Linked DNA regions of Mus musculus: region 2 is linked to region 1. Evidence: chromatin contacts called from public HiChIP or PLAC-seq data. All regions are on one chromosome and are shown on one strand. Each heading gives the region's core, a stretch centred on a gene start, on an enhancer-like site or on the middle of the called end of the contact. The rest is flanking DNA. Distances are from core to core; before and after follow the strand shown.

Region 1 (7,887 bases), core at 3,420-5,919:
GGCTCAAAAAACTACTGGAACTCCAGCTCCAGGGAGTCTGATGCCCTCTTGTGACCTCTGTGAGTACTTGCGTGCATCTGGGCGTGCACACACAGAGGCACACACATGTACAATAGCAGTCATAGTAGCAGTAGTAGCACTTACCTGCTTTCCCAGATATGGAAACTCAAGTTATGGTAGCAGGGGACTGCATTCATGATTTCCTCTTAAAGTTTCTTTTTCTTTTTCTTTTAAGATTTTGATACATATAGTTCAGGCTAGCCTCAAATTCACTGTGTTGCTGAGGCCGGCCTTGAACTCCTCATTCTTCTGCTTCTACCGCCCCAGTGATGGATTATGTATGACCTCTTTTTCTTTCTGAGACAGGTTCCACTATGTGGCCCAGGCTGATCTCAAACTCCTGATCTTTCTGCTTCAGCCTCCAAAGGGGCTGGCAGGTTGCTAGGATTACACTCATGCAGACATTAATTGAGACAGGCTCTACCTCTGTACCAGATGGCCTAGAACTCACTGAGTAGCTAGGCCTGGCATTGAATTTAGGGTTCAGTGCCTTAGGGTTTCCATTGTTATGAAGAGATACCATGACTATGGCACTCCTTTTTTTTTTTTTTTTTTCCTTTTGGTTTTTTGAGACAGGGTTTTTCTGTGTAGCCCTGGCTGTCCTAGAACTCACTTTGTAGACCAAGCTGGCCTCGAACTCAGAAATCCACCTGCCTCTGCCTCCCAAGTGCTGGGATTAAAGGCGTGTGCCACCACTGCCCCACCGACTATGGAAACTCTTATAAAGGAAAACATTTAATTGGGGCTGGCTAACAGTTTCAGAGTAAGTTACAGATCATCTATTATCATCATGTCGGGAAGCATGGCAGCATTCCAGGCAGACATGGTGTTGTAGATCTTGATCTGAAGGCAAGCAGGAGACTCTTCCTCAGACAGCCAGGAGGAGACTCTCTTCTATATTAGGCAGAGCCTGAGCATAAGCCCCTCAAAGGCCACCCCAGGGTGATAAATTTCTTCCAACAAGGCCACACCTCGTAATCGTGACATGGATAGGCAAACAACCACTTTTATTTATTTATTTATTTATTTATTTAATTTTAAGAATTATTTATTTTATGTATATGAGCACACTGTCGCTGTCTTTAGACACACCAGAGGAGGACATCAGATCCCATTACAGATTGCTGTGATCCACCATGTGGTTGCCCAGGAATGAACTCATGATCTCCGGAAAAGCAGTCAGTGCTCTTAGCCACTGAGCCATCACTCCAGGCCCCCGACTTTTATTTTTTATGTGCATTAGTGTTTTGTCTACATTTATGTCTGTGTGAGGGTGTTAGGTCTTGGAGTTAGAGTTGTGAGCTGCCATATTGTGTTGGGAATTGAATTCAGGTCCTTTGGAAGCACAGTTAGTGCTCCTAACTGCTGATCCATGTCTCCAGCCCCTGGTTCAACTTCTTAAATGGCATGACTTACAATGCCCAACAAAACCTACTTACTGTGTTTGTGGGGGAAGGGGATGGGGGCATTGGTACCAAACCTAGAGCCTTGTGCTTGCAAGGCAAATACTCATAAGCTATATTTCTATCCCTTTTCTACTCTAAGTTTTTCTGTGTTGTACAAATGCCAATTTTTAAAAAATTAATTACTTTTCGCCGTGCTCAGAATTGAAGCCAGGGCCTTGGCATGGGAGGCAAGCCCTGTTCCTCTCAGCTGTAACTTAGCCCTCCCAGTTCTCTGAGATTATTTTTAGTTGTGTGTGTGTGTGTATGCAGGGTGTGTGTGTGTGTGTGTGTGTGTGTGTGTGTGTGTAGGGCACTGGATCCCCCTGGAGCTGGACATTCAGGTGGTTATGGCAGACCTGATGTGGGTCCTCTGAAAGAGCTCATGCACTCTTAGCTACTGAGCCATTTCTCCAACTCCTTGATACGTTATTCTCTGCCAGTGAAATGAGCCTATTCAAGTCAAATTTAAGTATATCAAAGCAGGTTTAATGGGAAGCCACTCTCAGGTGGGTTCACTGGTCCCATGGAACGAGGCCAGGGAAGTCACCTAGGGGAGGGGGACAGAGAAGGGGGGTAAGAGGAAGAGCATTCATATGCAGGGAGAGAGAAAATGCAGGGATAGGGAGTGAGAAGGAGAGCAAGAGAGACTAAAATGTCTGCACTTAATAGGAAAGAGCACTCAGGGGAGGGGAAGCCCAGCCCCTGGGTACAGGGAGTCTTATGTCAGGTAGGCACTGAGGGATACCGGGAGAACCTGGAGGCCAGGTCCACTTTGGTATGTTAAACATTCACCTCAGCTGTTTGTCCTGGGTCTGAATCCTAAAAGGTCTCTATCCTTTTTTGGCCACAATCTGTTGATGCTGTGTCCACCTTTCTGCCCGATTGATTTCCAGTCTGTAGTCCCCACCCCTATCACTCCTACCTAAGACTTAGTCACATCATTGCCTACTTGTTCATTTTGTGACTTGAGTTTGAGAGCTGGCTCAGAACATAGGTCTGATAGAATCTAGGTCAGGGGTTCGCCTTTTGTTTTGGCCAATTTTCCAGCATATGGCTGTCATTCAATAGATATTTGTGTGATCAAATGAACTAACATTTACCAGTAAGCTTTTCACTAAGTATTTATGATGTGCAGGTGTACATCTCAGAGACCTCTGAAAACTCACAACCACACGATAGTGGGAGGAGTGGCTATATTTAGGGCCTAACTCTGTAGACTGGCTTTGAAGGTGATACAGATAGTAGCTTCCTTCCCTCCCTCCCTCCTTCCTTCTTTCCTTGCTCCCTCCCTCCTTCCTTCTTTCCTTGCTCCCTCCCTCCTTCCTTCTTTCCTTGCTCCCTCCCTCCCTCCTTCCTGTCTTTCTGTCTGCCTTTCTTTGAGACAGGGTTTCTCTGTGTAGCCCTGGCTGTCCTGGAACTCACTCTGTAGACCAGGCTGGCCTCGAACTCAGAAATCTGCCTGCCTCTGCCTCCCGAGTGCTGGGATCAAAGGCATGCGCCACCGCGCCCGGCTTGTGGTGAGCTTCTTTACCCACTAAACCATATTGTCAGCCTTAGGTTGAACCTTCTAAGGAGTTATTCAACAATATCTAGAATAACAAGAGGTTAAGTTTATTGGTGGGGAGCGGGTGGGGAAGTAGGGTGAGGAAGGTTTTCGGTAGAAGAAACAACAGACACAAATGCTCTGAAGCCTGTTTGATGTGTTTGGGAACTTCCTGAAGGTCCATGTTTAGCGTGGCGAATAGAGTGCTTGTTTATCGTGTCTGAGGTTCTGGGTTTGATATTGTAAAAGTGTACACACACACACCACAAGAAAAAAAAAAAAGGCCAGTGTGATGGGAGATTAACAGAGTGGAGAGAGTGATAGTAGATGACGTCTGACATGTATTTTTATATCAACAGCCTAACCCTTAAGCCAGGCAGCTGTTGGGCAAATCCGTGTTCTGGTCTTCAAAGGGCTCACTCATAACAGGAGCTGGTTTATCACTGTCAGAAGAGGGACTGGGCCTAATCCAGTCTCCTGCCTCCGGTGCCAAGGACAGGGGTAGGGCACGGAGGTTTCGGTAAAGATCTGCTGACAGTACGCTTGAGAAGAGAACAGGAAGTATAGGCTTTGCTAAAGGAAGCCTGGGCGGGGTTCTCTGTTTTTGGGGCACTTATTCTCAAGTCGCTACCATCTCCTCTAACGGAATCAGAGAGATAGGAGAATGAGATGGGAGGAACCATCACGGGCTTTACCCCACAAACCTCAAGAGGGTGGGGCCTGAGAGGTGGGTTGCAAGAGCTACACAAGGGCATAGGATGTAGATCAGGGACGGGCAGGGTGTTAGGAAAGCAGATAGACCTGTTAGGCTACGTACAGGTGACGTTTTACCTACAGTGGGATGGGCATTTCATTCTGCTTTTTGGAACAATTTCTTCTTTAAACACTTGTAGCCTCTAAAGGGCTTGACTAGGGGCTTCCCTTCCCTTCAGTAACCCTCTAGAAAGGGTCAGGGCCACCTAGGAACTAGTCCTTTTGCAGTACTTAGATGTGGCCACCAGGGACCGCTGCGTACGGGAGACCGGAGGCGCGGGTTATTGAGAGGCGGAAGCCGATTGGCTGCGAGGCGCGTCGAAAGGGCGGAGCCTGGGAGTCGGGAGTTGGGGGCTGGGAGCGCGCCCCTTGGCCAAACCTAGCAGGACCATAGTCACCCCAGGCGGCTCCAGGTTTGTCATCCTAGTGCGGAGTTTCTGTCCAACCTGACTTTACAGTGGAGTCCGGAGAGCAGCGCTGCGGCCCGGAGATCCGGACAGGGCAGTAGCTGTCACCGCCGCCGCAGGCCTGAGTTACCTGAGCAACTGCGTGTCAGGGGCCCGCCTGCGGGCGGGCGTTAGAGCTGGAGGCTGGGGTGCGCACGGCAGAGGCCGAGGCCCCATCCTTGTCGCGGGGCCGCGGTCCTGACGACCACCAGCGCAGGCAGGGTCCCCAAGAGACCCCGCCAGTTGCGGGGGGCTCTGGCGGGCGCTCTCCAACAGGTTATTCCGGGATAAGCCGGCTCTGGGGCGGGCCCGGGCTTCGCTGGGGGCCGGGCGGCGCGGGGCGGGCCGGCGGTAGAGCACGCCCCCGCCCACTTCGGGCCCGCCCCGTGCCGCCCTCCCGCCCTCCCGCCCTCCCGGGAGCCGCTGTCCCGGGCCTGGCCCGTGCGCGTCCGCCTGCTGCACCGGGGCACCAGGAGCCGCAGAGGTACCGGACCCGGCGGGGGCGCTGACCTCGGCCTAGGAGTCTTAGGATCCCGGAGACATCCGTGTCTGCTGGGGCCTGTAGGTCGCACGCCGAAGCCCTAGCTGCTGAGGCTCACCGCTGTTTCTCGGGGCGAGGTCAGGTGCCCCCCTTCTCTCCTCTCTTCTCTCCCTCCCCCACCTCAGTGCGGGCGGGAGATTCTGCCCGCCTCCTCCCGCAGGGGTGCAGCAGGCTGCGGAGCTGACAGCGGCCCCGCAGCCACCCTGCTCAAACTCTCCGGAAGCAGATAGAGCTCAGGCCGCCGCCGCAGCCCCGGCGGACCTACAGTTGGACCGGAGACTCCGATCCTTCTGCGTCCAAACTTGGGGCACTTGACCTTCGCTTATCGGAGGAGGTAAGCCCGCAGGTGGCTGGACAGCTGCGGCGCCGCGAGGGCATCTTGCTTTGGAACCGTCGGCTGCACTCCCTGACTCTGGGATTTGCTTCTGGGATCCAAAGGTGTCTACAGCAGGCGCATGTTGACTGAGACCTACCGTCATGGATGTGTGCGCCCGTCTTGCCCTGTGGCTTCTTTGGGGGCTCCTTCTGCATCAGGGCCAGAGTCTCAGCCATAGTCACAGTGAAAAGAATACAGGAGCTAGCTCCGGGGCGACTTCTGAAGAGTCTACCGAAGCAGGTAAAGAAGGCCTTGCGGCGGGCTGGACTGGGCTGGGGGCTTGATTGACTCAAGACTGAGTGGCCCGAAGTGGGCACGTTGGAATCTCCGCACATGTGAGATACACCATAACACTGTGTAGTCTCAGTAGTCCAAGAAGTTCTTTCGTGTAGTAGTCATGCCTAATGTTAGTATTTCCCCAGAGCAACTTTCCTTATCCCTCCTCCGGAAGGTAGTGAGAAGCCTCATGGGGACACCTTGACTTTTTAGATCAGTAAGGTTGAGGCCCCATTCAGGACTTCTTGTCTGGAAGAGTAGCCTTCTCAGATGTTAAAATTCCTTTTAGCCAGTTTTATCACTTGAGGTATAAGGGGGTGTGTGGCAATGGTGGGTTGAGGCCACTCGGGATGGGCAGGGAAGATCAGGGCAGGGCTGGGTCTGTTTTTCTACAGCTTGGTGTTCAGGTGTGCCTTTCTGTTCTAACCACCGTGAGAACCACCGTAGTCCCTCCTTTCCCTTAGGAAATCTGTCTTTTGCTTGTGCCCATGTGAAATATCAAAGCAAGTCCTTAGATGGAATCCTGTTTACCACTAGGGACTTAAATGGCCCTTTCTTGACTTCTCGGTAATAAAAAATCCTGGGACCACTTGTTGACTTAATCCGTTTCTTCTGACTGATGAGAGTAAGGATTCCATGTTATTATTTTTAATCTGTCCTTATTTTCCCTGTATACTTACAGAGCTTTGTTTAGCAGTAGTAGCTCTGGCCAATACTTTTGCAGTAGAAAGGAACCTTTAAAAAAAATACAATTAATTTACACAAAGTTTAGAAGCTCACCAGTTCTCTTTTTCTGTTTTTCACACCCTGTCACTACAATCTGCCCCAGACTGTAGCCTGAAGGGTTGGGGACAGAAGACTAGTTAGGGTGTTTGAGGATAGGCAAGTTCAGAGAGGGGATGTCTCAGTGGGTATCTGCTGATACAAGCAGGGAAAGAATATAAAATATGGCGGTGAAGTCTTTTATGGATTGCATTAGTGGTAGACTTTTTCTTGGGCTGCCCTCTTTCAGCTTTTTTGACTTGGTTGTCTGAAATTTTAGGTGTTTCAAGGGCTGATTTGTAGGTGAGGCCAGGACTGTCCCTTATACAAGCATGGAGTTAGGGCTGTTGCTTTTAGGATTGGTCATTCCTGCATCTCCATAGGAAATCTCCTAGGCCTCTGAAACTTAGCTTAAATTTGTTTCCCCCCATTGGGCTATGAATGGAAAAATTGGTTGAACTGTGAAGTAACCCTGAGTAGTCTTTCTGCAGTCCCAGTGACAGACATCCTGGTTTATAATTGATCATTTATCCTCTTGTTTTCACTTCAGAATATGTGTGTATGACATAAAATCAATCTTTCTGAGAGCTGTTTGGTATGTCAGATCTAAACTAAAAGAATGCAGCTTCGAGTTTTAGGCATTAGCAAGCCTTTAGGAAGTTGACTGTAGGTCGTGTGTGTGTGTGTGTTTTGCCTAAGGTAGAGAAGCATTCCAGCATTCCTCAGGAATCCCTCAGGATGAGTCTGTGGAGACATTCCTCAAACGTCCTATCTTTGAGGACTGACTGTTTAGATTACGCCATAAAGGCCTCTCTTTTCATCTTTATTTCCTCTTAGTTCAGAAATTGGCTTCCATCGTTGTAGTAATTATATTCCAGGGAGGAAAGTCTCAGGGACTCTATGTGTTAGGAATGCCTATCGTTTTTGTGGGAATGTGGGTGTCCTTCCTACCTGTATTGTTTTGGTAGCTTGTCTACTTGGGTCACTATGGAACTTTGGCTCAGGCAGGGACTTTTCTTTCTTCTTCAAAGAAGTGGCTTCTACCCTAGATTCTGCAAAGGGTTTGGAGTGAAACTGTTGCTATAGCCAGGATTTGTGCAGAGTCTTTCCAAGTCCTCTGTGTCCACAGAACACATGAGTTTTACTTGCTGTTAAAGCTACCCCTTCTATACTGTTCTTTCTTCTTCCCTCCCTCTCCTCTATCCCTCTGACTCTCCCTGTCTTTCTCTTTCTTTAGACTTAGTAGCCTAGGTTGGCCTTAAACTTAAAAAGTAGCTGAAGCTGGTCTTGAGGTCTTGATCTTTCTGCCTCCACTACTCAAGGGATGGACTACAGGCCACAAGACACCATACCTGTCTTAGCTACCATTTTCTCAGCAAGATTCAACATAATTGGTAAATTTGTGTGCTCTGCACAGTTTATATTTTACAGTTACATGGCTTACTCTGCAAAGCCTCAAAATAACCCTATTAAAATGCAGCGAAAGATAATACATCCTTATTTTTACATGTGAATAAATGCTTTGGGCTATCAAGATGGCTCAGCAAGGAAAGGGTCTGCCTGTGTATATCTGATGACCTTGGCTCAATCCCTGGGACCAAGTAATGGGAGAATTGATCCCATAAAGTTGTCCTTTGATCTCCATATGTACATCATGGCACATGTGCTCACAAATACACATCGTG
Region 2 (7,887 bases), core at 2,375-4,874, 46 kb after region 1:
TTCATGTACCAGTTATACACCATCTGCAGGTGTATACTTAGGACTCTTTTTTTTAAAGCTTTCTTCATTTTTACTCTCCTACCTCTTAGAGTATTTAAAAATATTTATTATTATGTGTATGTGATATGTGTGTGAGTGTGTATGTGTGAGTCAGAGGACAACTTTTGGGAGTTAGTTTTCTCTTTCCGTTATGGGTTCTGAGGATCAAACTCCCGTCATCCTTGCCTGGTAGTGCTTGCACTTGCTGAGGGAGGCTTTTTTTTTTTTTTAGAAATGTAGTGTAGGTCTTGAACTTTTCTGTCTCTTGCCAACTGCTGGTCACTTCCAAGGTGTTTGTCGATAGGCCTGGCTTGCACCTGGCTACTTACAAGTTTTTGCCTAATAATTTTAGGTGCCTTTTATATTTATTCCCTATACCTGTTACTTCATTACAGACTAAATTAAACACCGAAGCACCTAGTTGTTGGCTTAGCTCAACTGTATTTTAAAAAGAGGGTTCTGTTGATTAAAAAGTCAGTTTTGAAAATTATTGGATTAAAGCTGTACAAGAGGAACCAGGGGCTATGGAATGGGGACAGTAAATGTAGTTAACTTGTCAAACTCTTTAAACATTTAAAAAAACTTTTTCATGCTTGTTGTTTTTGGCCTACATTGTTGGGCCTACATTGGCCCAACAGTTAAATCCTTGCAACAGAAAGGGCCCACATATTTAGCTGTAGAAAGGGTATGTGGATGGACTTTTTTTTTTTTTTTTTTTTTTTTTTACCTAGAGCTAGTCATGATGAGGAAGGGAGTCCTAAGGGCTGGCAGTTCTGTTTTAATGAGTGAAGGAAGTGGTTAAGTCCCTGGGGCTTCTGTAGCCTGAAGAAGAGCTGGAAAAATGGCCCCAGGAGCATCTAAGATTAAATATTGTTACTTGGGGGTGGGGATGAAGATGGGTGGTGAGTGGGTGGCGGTAGAGGATAGACCAGTCCCCTTTATTCCACATTTCACATCCTAACAGGTGGCCCTTCTGTCTAAACGGCCTGGATGGTCTATTAGCTGTGTCACATTTGATGCCCCAGACCCAGATTCTTGATGCTGTGTGGGTGATTCCCAGGAGTCTGGAGCCGATAGTCTCAGGAAAGGAGAGAATCGCTCCTGGTTTTCACTGCTCTAAAAGGGAACCAAGGGCGGGATCTCGTAGCTATAGCTCTGGCTGATCTGTGCCCAGCAATACCTTTTGGCCAAGGAAGAGCTGCTGTGGAGAACTTAGTGTTCTTTAACCTTCTCAGAGGTCACAGGCAGATGGGGCAAAGGGTCAGGACCATAATTAGCTAGAGACTCCCGGAGGAAAGCCACTTGGCAGTGTCTCACCCCAGTTCCTTAGTGGGACAGGCTCTTTCTCCTAATGACAGTGCAAATTCCCCTGCCCCTTTATAGCTTTCAGACCCCTGAGAGGGTAGTATTCTTTTTTTTTTTTTAAGCTATTTTTTTTTCTATTTATTATATATAAGTACACTGTAGCTGTCTTCAGACACACCAGAAGAGGGCGTCAGGTCTCTGTTACAGGTGGTTGTGAGCCACCAGGTTGCTGGGATTTGAACTTCGGACCTTCGGAAGAGCAGTCGGGTGCTCTTACCCACTGAGGATAGTATTCTTAAGCTGCAAGGCACTATTATGCAATGTAGCTCAGGAGTGATTTTATTACAAGAGAGGTAATATGATAACAGTTTATTTAGCCACTCAAGGATATTTTATTTAATTTCTCTGAACCCAGCATTCTGAGTTGTAGGTGAGGAGATTGAAACTCAAATGAAGTACTTTCTAATTAACTATATCTAATTATAATGGCTTTCTAGACTAATGCTTTCTGTCTGTGTGCATAGGAGAGTGAAACTGAATAGTTTTATAAAGTTGAATAATTTTTTGTGCATCAAATACTGTATAAAGGCTTACCTTAGTTTGATTTAAAAAACGATATGGCTCAGAAATTATATAGTGCACTCCTTTAATCCCAGCACTCGGGATGCAGAGGCAGGCGGATTTCTGAGTTCAAGGCCAGCCTGGTCTACAAAGTAAGTTCCAGGACAGCCAGGGCTATACAGAGAAACCCTGTCTCGAAAAAACAAAAAACCAAAACCAAAACCAAAACAAAACAAAAAACCCAAACCAAACCCCCCCACCCCCCAAAAAAAGCACTTGCTGTTTTTGCAGAGGACTTGGGTTCAGTGTCTATCATCCATGTACGGCAGCTCACAACTACCTGTAACTCTAGTTCCAGAGGATCTAAAACCCTCTAGACTTAAGGGCAATTGAATTTTCACAGAGATATTTTACATGTGAGTGTTTTGCCTTATTATATACGCCCATGCAAGGATCACCCAGAGGGGCCAGAAGAGGGCGTTGTATCCCCTGGGGCTGGAGTTACAGATGGTTTAAGTTGCCATGTGAGTACTATGAATTGAACCCTGGTCCTATGCAATAGCAACAAGTGTGTTTAATTGCTGAGTCATCTCTCCAACCCTTAATCAAATAAATCTTAAATTACTATATAATCAAAAATTTAATTTTTGGCTAGTGAGATGGCCCATTGATAAAGCTCTTGCTACCAAGCCTGATAAGCTGAGCTTCATCCTCAGAACCAGCCTGGTGGAGGGAGATGCCTGCAAGTTGTCTTCTGATTTCTGCACTTGTACCGCAGACACACAGAGACACGCACAGCCTCATAGGCGTAAACAATAAGTACATAAAAATGCAAAAATTAAAACTATTTTTGTAATAGAGAAATTGAGCCTTTAGGAGTTAAATGACTTTATTGTTTTATTTTTAGCTACAGGGCTATGGAGTGTTTTGTTCAGGTCTAAGTCCGTTTAACTTTAAAGACTCTATTTTCGTTGTTGCTGTTTTTTTTTGTTTTGTTTTGTTTTGTTTTGTTTTGTTTTGTTTTGTTTTTGGACAGTCTCTCATTGTGGAGCCCCGGCTGGCCTGGAACTCTGTGTAGGCCAGGGTGGCTCTCAGCTCCTCTGCCTGCTGCCACCTGAGTGCTAGGCTTAAAGGTATGCACTACTTCATCTGGCTAGATTATATTTCTTAATAGTTGTTTATTATAAAAGGTCTTGAGTTCAAGATCAACTTGGGCCAGCAAAGACTACATAATGAGACATAATCTCAAACAAACAAAAACAACTTTGCGGGCATAAATTACTAAGTCTTATATTTGTGTCCCTTGTATCTAGAGCTGCATCTGTGGCTTAATCAACCTTTTAGAATAGACTTAAAATAGACTTAAAAATGCTAAGAGGAAAAAAAAAAAGATACTAAGAGGGCCTGCAAGGAGGCTCAGTAGATAATGACGTAATGGCACTTGCCACCAAGCCTATTTAATCTTTATTATTTAATTATTAAATATTATTTAATCCTTATCCAATCTCTGAGGTAGGTATTATTATTATTTTCTTGTTATAAACAAGGTCTAGTGAATTTGAATTTAAATCAACTTAAACTCATGTGGTTAATAAGTTGTGGGTTTTGGACTTAGGCTAAGGTGATATGCTTTCATAATCTTTGCTCTTAACCACTGAGCTATATAGTTTTAGGCAGTGAGAAGTAGTCATAGATTTCAGCTTAGCATGTCAACATTTTGTAAACAGTATGGTTCAGGGAAGTTTCCCAAGGCGAGAAGATTAGCCACAGATCGGCTGTTGTAGTAATCAACCAAGTTGCTTTTGAAAGTGTACAAAGGTCATGAGTTACTTCACAAATTCCTTCTTGAGGTGGACCTGGCAGTTGCCTTTCTTCCCTGTCATCTCAGCCCATTTTAGAAGTAATTTTCCGAAGAACTTTAATCTTTAAAAAAATTTTTTATTACATTTATGTATTTATTTGTGCAAGTGCACTCCTGCATGCTCATGTAGAGGTTAAAGGACAACTTGCTAGGGTTGGTCTTTGTACCACGTGGATCAGGCTTGGTGACAAGTGCCCTGTTCTGCTGAGCCATCTCTCTGGCTCCTTCTTTTTTTTTTTTTTCTTTTTTCTTTTCTCATCTTCCCTTCCTTTCTCTCTCTCCTTTCCTTTCTTCCTCCCTCCCTCTCCCTCCTTCCTCTTTCTTTCTTTCTTTCTTTCTTTCTTTCTCTCTTTCTCTCTTTCTCTCTTTCTCTCTTTCTCTCTTTCTCTCTTTCTCTCTTTCTCTCTTTCTCTCTTTCTCTCTTTCTCTCTTTCTCTCTTTCTCTCTTTCTCTCTTTCTCTCTTTCTCTCTTTCTCTCTTTCTTTCTTTCTTTCTTTCTTTCTTTCTTTCTTTCTTTCTTTCTTTCTTTTGTTTTCTCTCATTCATTCATTCATTCATTCATTCAAAGCAGGGTTTCACTGTAGTTCAGGTTGACCTTGATCTTTCTACCTGAGCCTCTGAAAAGTTTGCTACCAGCCCACCAATAATTTTGGTCCTAAGGAGGTTCTTCAATTTACAGCACAGGCTGTTCCAGGCAGAGAGACAACTAGAGTCAAGTTAGGAATAGCCCCTTTAGGGTCAGAGGCCAAACAGCATCTGGAAGCATTTGCAAGAGGGGAAGTTGAATCTATCAAGACTTCCTGTTGCCTAGAGTTTGGAGTCCTGTTATGAGGGTCGATGGTATCTTTAGTATTGTTAGTTGGCTTGCTTATCTTCAGATTCTAACTAAGCAAGAGGCTGGGGCACAGAGCTGAGAATGACCTACTCACCCTCTGTGATCAATACAGATTGCCCAGAAAGTAAGCAGGTAAGCAAATCCATGCAGTGTGGTCATTCACTGCTGTAGTTGAGGAATATAGAAAATGTATTGGGAGAGAAAGGAAGAAGTGTTTAAATGCTCATAGCAAGAGAGATTCAGAGAAGGCATGAAAGCTGTTGAAGCTGGATCTTAAAGACAAGAAGTACCTTAAAGTCAGTGAGTTACCTGAAAGGCATTCTGAGCAGTGTCTCTTTCCTATATTGATATTTCCTATCTTTCCTATCTTTCCAAGTGCATATTCAGGAATGGTGGATTGCTCTTTGAGCTAAAGTGTTGGGGTGTTGGAGGGAAGTAAAAGTAGATGAAGCTGGATGTGTGTAGAGGCCCAGATCCAGAGTCCTTTGTGTTTTATGACAAAGCTTAAATAAATACTATTGGAGCTGAACTGTCCTGTGGATATCTAAGGTAGAGAGTGACATCAGAAGCTCAGCATGGAAAAATTAGAGGTTAGAGCTGGGCTTGGTGGCTCACACCCATAATTCCTGTACTTGGGAGATGAAAGCAGGAAGATCAGGATTTCAAGGCCAGCTTTGGCTACATAGTGATTTCCAGGCAAGCCCTGGCTACATTAGACCACCTCTCAAAAAAAAAAAAAAAAAAGCCAAATTAAAAACCCTCCCCAACAATAAGCCCCAGTGCAGGGAAACAGCCAAAAGTCAGCAGCTGCAGTAGATAATGATGATTGACTTAAATTATGTGACTAAAGGGTAAGGCAAGTGATGTTGGGTGATTGGATAGTGTCATGCTTTCAAAATGATGTATGTGTGTGTGTGTGTTTGTGTGTGTGGGTGGGTGTGTGTGAGAGAAAGAGGGGGGCAGAGACAGACAGAGAAATATTTTCTGAGATACTTATGGGGGACATCAAAGAGAAAATATCTGCTACTTGGGGAGATAAGTTTTAAAGATCCTGAGATAAAAAGAAATACATAGCTGAGAATGATGAAAGTGGTAGTGGAAACCATCAAAGCTGGGAGAGATCTACTGAGTAGTTTAAAAACTAGGGACGGAGTTGAGAATAGAGCCTGAGGACCTCTGATGTATTCTGATAGAAGTTAAGCAGCCTGAGGAGGAGCAGTCGGAGAGAAAGTTCATTCTGGGACGCCAGATGAACAATCTCTAACAGGGAAAAGTGTCGGTTGTAGCAGAGAACAAGTAGGGTGAGCCCTGAAATGAAGCTACTGAGTCTGGTGACCTTAGTGATAACAGCTTCCGTGGAGGGTGGGGACGGAAGCTAGACTGCTGTGGCTGAAGACAGAGGCAACAAAAGACTTCTCATCTGAAGGGAAGGAATAGGATAATTGTTTCTAAGAGAGGGTTTGACGATCTTATTTCTTCATAAGTTGGAGGGAGTATAGCGAACTGAGCTGATAAAAAGTTAAAAGGAGAAGAAATTAGTAATTGTAATCAGTGAAGGTGCTGGGGCTCTCAGAATAGGCCATTTATTGTGGCGCTGTAAACTTCACTGCACTGTGCAAGCCTGCAGCCATTAGGTGTGAAATAGACAGGGAAACCTTGTCTTTTATAGTAAGCATTTACAACACCACTTACTAGGTTACTTCTGGATGACAGACATTTTTTGTAGGTTCTAATGTTCACACAGGACCCCAAAGTGAGCATTTTTACTGTTTGTGCAATGAATAGATTTAGAAGACATACACTAATTAATAGTGGAGCCAAACTTCAGTTGGGTCTTTAAAATGGGCTCCTGCTTCACACTGCTATTTTTTCAACTAGAGGTTTAATGTTTTGACTCTTGAGTACCCTTGCAAGGGCCAGATATGAATGGTTCAGAGGGAAAAGGATAGAATTTGGGAACTGGTACTTGCCTAGAGGGGATATGACTTCATTTCTGGCATTGAAGGAAGGTATTCATCTGGTTTTCCTTTAATTTTATTTTCAATTATAATAAAGTAAATAAATATGATAAAATAAAAACGTTATTTTTTATTTTTAATTGTGTATATACATATGTGGCTTTGGGGGATATGTGCAAATATTGACTTCCCTAGAGCTGGAGTTACAGGCAGTGTGAGCTCCTTGACATAGACTAGGAACTGAACTTAGATCCTCTACAAGAGCAATACGTGTTCCTAACTGTAAGGTTATGGGTCCCGAGTCTGCTCTGCCATACAGCATAGCCACTCTGGGAGGTACAACATAGGAGTTAACTGCACTTAGGGCAGCCCCAGGACAAGGCTTGGGGGGGTCCCCAGGCCTGCCACTAGGCTGGGGCCATCTGGTTCTCAGGCCCCTGGAAGCCTCGAAAGAGCTGAGAACAGAGAGGGGGCCTAGATGAGGGGGGTGGGTGGGTAGGGAGCTCAGACTGATGGCAGGCAGGCTTGAGCTTGGGCTTTGCGGTCGTGGCTGGGAGCACAGAGAGAACTTCTATGGGAGATTAGACTGCGGCTCTATGGGTTAACGTCTTCTCCATGGCTCCTCATGGCGGATCCCGGTGAAAAGAGGCAGTCCATGGTTTTAAGGCATTTATTGTCCTGGCAGAAAGTGGATGTGTAAAACCGTACCCCACTTCTCAGGGTGGGCCTGAGGTTAAATACCTTTTGCAGGGGAGGAGTGTGAAAAGAAAGCTTATTGGCTAAGCCCTCCAGGCCTTAAATACCTCATTAAAATGGAGATCTGTCTTGAGCCTGCATGTCCTCTAAAAGTGGAGGGACTTGGGAGTGTTGCCCTTATGGCCACAAATCTGTGGGGAGCTGCAGCTAATGACAGGGGCCTGGTACCTGGGAACAGGGGAAGCACCTATGGTCCCTTCAGGGTTTCCCTTTAGGGCTTCTGGGGCTTCTGGGGCTTCAAACCTTAGCTCAACTGGTCACCAAGCTACCTTCACGGTCCCACACTAACCACTGAGCCATTTCTCTAGCCACTTTCTGAAACCTTTTACCAGAGCCTTAGAGGTACTAAAAGTTGCAATTTGTATGCTTTTTTTTTTTTTTTTTTTTTTTTTTACAGAGAACAAACAAACAAACCAACCCGAGGGCACCAGGCACTCCTTTAGTGGGAGTAGTTCCTTGTGCTACTTTAGTTTGTACAACATTTCAACCGTGGAGCTTGATCCTTTTGACAAACTACTTGTGAAGAGTTAACTAAGCTATAGAATGATAACCGCTTGGCAAAAGGCATATGC

Evidence for each region. HiChIP or PLAC-seq counts read pairs in DNA pulled down with a chosen protein or histone mark.
Region 2: a contact with region 1 is called in an H3K4me3 HiChIP or PLAC-seq map of the SCID.adh cell line, with 57 read pairs. The contact joins the enhancer-like site here to the promoter of Stim1 in region 1. A contact is called at or near these places in 6 of 39 promoter capture datasets (3T3-L1-derived adipocytes, the C10 cell line, the HPC-7 cell line and 2 more), 2 of 15 datasets of contacts at CTCF or cohesin (CD8 T cells and pro-B cells), 45 of 484 Hi-C or Micro-C datasets (the Ba/F3 cell line, CD4 T cells, CD8 T cells and 28 more), 16 of 115 datasets of contacts at active chromatin or transcription factors (the 230-238 cell line, CD8 T cells, the HPC-7 cell line and 9 more) and 4 of 9 other capture datasets (adipose tissue, embryonic stem cells, liver and 1 more).

The regions. Positions count from the first base shown.
Region 1 is chr7:102,263,150-102,271,036 of GRCm38.p6, forward strand. Stim1 (stromal interaction molecule 1) reads left to right here and starts at 4,670. Exons shown (of 12, transcript NM_009287.5): 1 at 4,670-5,404. The coding sequence starts at 5,266.
Region 2 is chr7:102,309,742-102,317,628 of GRCm38.p6, forward strand. All of the region lies in intron 1 of Stim1 (stromal interaction molecule 1), which reads left to right. Among named protein-coding and RNA genes, the nearest start is that of Stim1, 46 kb to the left of the region's middle. Within about 2 kb of position 3,625, at least 41 of the 459 cell types and tissues checked have an H3K27ac peak or open chromatin away from gene starts, as enhancers often do. A contact at or near this core is called in the HPC-7 cell line, the SCID.adh cell line, bone marrow and 8 more, where this site is marked.